2 separate regions of the Gossypium hirsutum genome follow, and region 1 is linked to region 2. The links are chromatin contacts, called in public Hi-C maps. All regions are on one chromosome and are shown on one strand. Each heading gives the region's core, a stretch centred on a gene start, on an enhancer-like site or on the middle of the called end of the contact. The rest is flanking DNA. Distances are from core to core; before and after follow the strand shown. Region 1 holds the start of LOC107952895 (transketolase, chloroplastic). Region 2 holds the start of LOC107952906 (proteasome subunit beta type-1).

Region 1 (2,700 bases), core at 16-2,515, 330 kb before region 2:
TCTAATAATCTTCATAATCATTTTAGAATAGATCCTAACCACTTAGAACACTTAAAATCTCAGATTAAGTTTTCTGGAAAATCATCACATATGAACATTTAAGAGGGAAAACCATCAAATCTTTAAAATCTCGTAACGATTTGCTAAAATAAGATTATAAATCTCTTAATCATATCAAAATAAGATGGAAATCATTTAGAAATTAAAGTTTAGCTTGGAAATACTAATTTCACCATTTTAGATCTCAATTTCGACTTAAATCTTTAGATCCATAGAAATCTCATTTTAAATGATCAAATCTTGATTTGAAAAAGCAACATGCATGGAAGTATAGTCAAGAAACAGAATCTCACCTTGATTGGAAAAGAAAAATGAACTAGAAAAGAATGAGAGAATTGGTGAAGATTTTGAGAGTTTTCTCGAAAATTGAGAGGAAATTTTGTTTTTGGCAGAAGAGAAAATCAAGGAGGTTAGTTGTTTTGGAGAGAAAATGTGCAGATTTTTGTTTGGCAAATTTTTAAAATGGAGAGAATGACGGAAGAAAAAGGTGAGTTGGTTTTATAGTCATGGGAACAAAACTGATTTTCAAATCTTTGGTATAATTTTTTTTGGGCAACTCTTAAATTTGACATTTTTTACAAATTAACCCTCTTTTAATTAAATTTTTTTTTCTTAATTATTCTTAAATCCAAACTTATTTTTGAAAACTGTTTTAAGGAAAAATTATTTCTGATCACTTAATCCCAAATTACCGAACCTAATCTTAGACCACAATTTTTGAAATTAGTTTTGAGATCCAATTTGGACACCTGGTCCACTAACCTGAATCTACTAGATCGAATGTGACAAATTTTGCTCATGCTATTCGACACTTACAACCAAACTCGACATTTGTAATATCAAGATACCCTAAAAATATATTTAAGAATAACTTTTGGAAAAAAACCTATATGGATAAATGACAAAAAAAATCACAATATCAAAGTTAAAAAATAATAACCTTATAGATAATGTTATTTGAATCAGACCGAACCAATCGGTTTGAAAAATGATTTTGAACCAATTAGATTAGGAATTAATACGAACCAGTTGAATCGATTAAAAATCCGATGGATTTGAATCGGTTAAACTGACGATTGAACCAAAATTTTTAATCTTTTTAATAATATTTTAATCAGACAAATAAATTAGTGGCTTGACTAGTTCGACCATCGATCCGGTTAAAAAAACATTACTTATAGATATATTGTTATTGTTTATATTTGTACCTTTGCATTTATGGAATTTCTACAACATACAGAGCTGTTTTAGATGAAGTTCCCGTCTGTGTTTACTTGGCATGCGTAACTGCACATGTGGATTTGATTGCATGAATAATGCAGCAAGGAGTGCAAAATTTTCCATCAGTGGCCTAAAGTTTAAGAATTTATTTCTCCAGAATATCTTTTAGTAAAAAAAGAAAAAAGAATGAAAGGCAGAGAGAGCGATCTGAAATCGTTACCCACAAGCAATGGTGGAGATATAAGGGATGTTGGAATCTAACGGTCAGCTCACACTATTTGTCCCTTTGTGTAGACGAGAAGATCAAAGAGAGTTGGTGGCTATTATACTTTGCCTAACTCTACATTTATCAAACAAAGAGGGGTCCCTTCACTATCCTCACCCTCTCAATCAACAATGGCCTCTACTTCATCTGTCAACCTATCTCAAGCCCTCCTCTCTCGCGCTATCTCTTCCCATGCCTCCGCCCAATCCTCCGACCACCGCCCCTCCCTCTCCACTCTCTCTTTTCCCGGTTTCTCTGGCCTCAAATCTTCTATCCCTCGCGCTTCCTCTTCCCGTCGACGCCTTCCCTCCCGCTCCAACCACAAGCGCCAGGTCCGTGCTGCTGCCGTCGAAACAATTGGCACCGCCGCCGAGACTTCCTTGGTCGAGAAATCCGTCAACACCATCAGATTCTTGTCTATTGATGCGGTCGAGAAGGCGAATTCAGGTCATCCTGGGTTGCCCATGGGCTGTGCTCCCATGGGTCACATTTTGTACGATGAAGTCATGAGGTATAACCCCAAGAACCCTTACTGGTTCAACCGTGACCGTTTCATTCTGTCCGCTGGTCATGGTTGTATGTTGCAGTATGCTCTGCTTCACCTCGCTGGTTACGACAGTGTCCTGGCAAGCTTCTTTCATATTCTCTCTTTCCTTTTAAGTAATTTCTATTTTGAGAGCTTTGGTTTTTTGGGAAATGATCAAAATTCATAATCATGGATTATCCTTTAGGAAGAAGATTTGAAGAGTTTCCGTCAGTGGGGAAGCAGAACCCCTGGACATCCCGAGAACTTTGAAACACCAGGAGTTGAAGTCACAACTGGTTAGTAAGACTCCTCTGCTGAAGTGATCGTAATTTTTTTGATAATATCATACTAAACATAAAGCAAATATATGTATTTAAATGTGGCTTTTTTTTTCCCCAGGGCCTCTTGGTCAGGGTATTGCAAATGCTGTTGGATTGGCTCTTGCTGAGAAACACTTGGCTGCTAGATTCAACAAGCCAGACAATGAGATTGTTGATCACTACACGTATGATGATTACTTTCTAGGTCCCTCTTTTCTTTCGTCTGCATGCTTGATCCGTACTGATGTATTAGCCTTTGTTTTCCTAGATATGTTATCTTGGGAGATGGTTGTCAAATGGAGGGTATT
Region 2 (2,779 bases), core at 229-2,728:
TATATATTTATTATATCAGCTGCAGAAGATGTTTACCAGTACTACTGATCATGATCTTGTCCTTAAATTTCTAATCTACGTCAAAATCTAAAAAGAACACCTGTCTTTTGAAATTATTGTAGTACACTTGTTTAGGCAAAAAAGAAAGTGAAGCTAACATTCAAACTCAAAACAAATGTTCCATCATATTCCCCGAAAATTGAAAGCTTACCAAGTGCCTAGCTGCCAGATGCTTTTGTAAAGCCTTCACGTCAGCTTGAAATCCTGAGGATGCCATAACGCATTTATCTGCTCTGCAATGTAAAAGTAAAAGGCACTGATTAGAAACTGAAAAGAAGAAAGACAGAAAAAAGCAGAAAAAAATTTCAAGTCAAGTTATTTCTATTAACACTTAAAATTCACCAACTAAAGTGCCATTGTTTAAATATTTACCATTCTCTTCCAAATATGAATACAGCAGATCATAGTCCATTCTTATCCTTTTCTTTACTAAACTATTTTGTCATGAAAACAAGTATCTTCCTTCCCTCTACAGTTCCATAGCAATAAAAATATCACTCAAATAGCCATCATCAAACATATGACCATCGCTAGCCGGAAAACAAGCGAATTCTATACCTTTCCTTTAACTGTAAAATCAATTATAGCGTCCTTTCTTTTCAACCGTTGGAGGCAAAAGTACCTTTAAACATCCCTTGGACAACAAACATTTTTAGCAAATTTCAAAAATTTCTTAGTTTCTAACCAAGAATCGGCCTTCTATTCAACGCAGCTAACCAGTAATTAAAAATTAAAACTTGACATTCCTGTTAATTAGGACTTTAAAAATTCTTATGCAAGAAAAATAAATGCCTCTTTAAAAAAAATAAAAAAAAAATCATAGGCTATCACCTTCAGAATAAATTATTAGATACCTTCCACATCAATGTTCTATTACTTTCAGAAATTTTTCTAGTTCATTTTTCCATGTAAAAATCAAGAGATTGCACTCAACAACTTACAATTTACAGATTTTTGAGTAGTCACGGGTGAGAATATTGTAACCCGTCGACATCCGAGTATCAGCAGCGATTACACAGTAATCGGCGCCGGCAACTGCAACGCAAGATCTGCAAATTACATCCAAAAAAAGAAAAGCATAACATTAACATCAATAAATAACGAAACCAAATTGAAAAAAGAAGAAGAAGAAGAAGAAGAAGAAGCGTGATTTATAGGTTGAGAGGAAAAAAGAAAGTACCCTCCATTGTTGTCGTAAGGTGACCAGTTAGCTTGCTCCTTAGGCATGGTGAAAGAGTAAAGGTCGACCGAAGAGAAAATAAAGACTGCACAATTTGAGAGAACTTTTATTCCGCAGATTTATTTTTGGCTTCGCGAACAAGAAATTTTTTTTTTTTTCAAAAAAGAACTTTTAGGGGTTTGGATCGGGTTTTAGGCCCATAGAGCCTAAACCCAAGCCATTTCGACCTGACACTATCATATTCGGACGCTTGTGAAAATGCTCAATAAAAGAGATTTTTTTTTTCTTTTGGTTGAAAAGAAATTCAATTAAGAGGTAGTTTTTTTTTTCGGTTGAAAAATAGTTTTCAAAAGAGCTTTTCAAAAGTGAGATAGAAAAGTTTTGTGAAAAAGTATTGTTTATTAAATTTTAGTCTTCTTTATTGTTGTCAAAAATTTTGGTTGAAGGTTAAAATGTTTTTTTTTAACATCATAGTAGAAAGTTAAAAATTAGTTTAGTAATATGATGTTTAAATAATTCAATATAAAGATACATAAAGTATAATTTTTAAACACTTTTTAAGTAATTAATATAAATTATTTGTAATATTAATGATGTATAAAATATTTTAAAAACTTAAACATAATATTAAACTATTTAAATAATTTAATATAACAATAAATGAAATATTTAAATAATTTAATATAATGATACATAAATTATAATTTAATTTATTTTTTTATATACTTTTTGCTTCCAAACGCAAAAGTCAAAATCACCTAAATCTCAGCTTTTGTGTTTGACTTTTCCACCACAATTTTGACTCCAAAAGCTAATTGTTCTTTATTGCTTTTGTGGAAATATGCCTCGCATTTCGATCAAAACAGTCAGTGACATTGCAACAAGGGAAGACTCATCGTCCCGATGAGTAGCCCACGTCACGATGAGAAGAAGACTTTTCTCCCGACGACACAATCATTCTTCGTCCCGACAATGCAAAAGCCACATCACGATGTGACGACGTGTTCCTCAAGTTTCTCAATTTTCTTCTCTCAATTAAACTTTGTTTTAGTTTTCCACTTAAATTCTGATTAACTTAGGGATATTCTAGTCATAAATATTACGAATTTTAACCTATAAATAGGCCTTAGTTACTATAAGTTTAAACAATATAAAAAATTACGGATTAAGAGAATTATATGTTTTGAGTTTGAAAGATTTTTTCAGGGTTTCTAGTTTTTTTCTTTTGATTCTCTGCATCTTTGTACTCATTTTATATATTAGTGAAATCTCTTTTTGCCCATGGTTTTTTAATCCTCTTTTAAGGATTTTTTTCACGTAAAATTTGTGTTCAACTTTTTAATTTTTTTGTTTATTTTACTTGTTCATTGCTTAAACAAGTTTGTCCCCAACAAACTTGTAACACTCAGTTTTGGCGGGTCCTAAGTTCTAGTGAGTAGGCTGGGAGTAATCTGTGAAAAGCGACTCTATCCGCCCAATTGTTGTTCTTGATGTATAGAGCGCATATTAGACGTTAGAATATTATGTAAGGATTGAATT

Evidence for each region. A called contact is a pair of places that touch in the nucleus more often than the background predicts.
Region 1: a contact with region 2 is called in a Hi-C map of leaf, with 2.1 times the contacts expected there. The contact joins the promoter of LOC107952895 here to the promoter of LOC107952906 in region 2. A contact is called at or near these places in 3 of 34 Hi-C or Micro-C datasets (all in leaf).

Annotation. Positions count from the first base shown.
Region 1 is chrA07:35,374,601-35,377,300 of Gossypium_hirsutum_v2.1, reverse strand. LOC107952895 (transketolase, chloroplastic) reads left to right here and starts at 1,265. Exons shown (of 7, transcript XM_016888097.2): 1 at 1,265-2,172; 2 at 2,278-2,368; 3 at 2,472-2,577; 4 at 2,661-2,700. The coding sequence starts at 1,678.
Region 2 is chrA07:35,042,515-35,045,293 of Gossypium_hirsutum_v2.1, reverse strand. LOC107952906 (proteasome subunit beta type-1) reads right to left here and starts at 1,478. Exons shown (of 7, transcript XM_016888112.2): 1 at 1,241-1,478; 2 at 1,002-1,109; 3 at 212-293. The coding sequence starts at 1,287.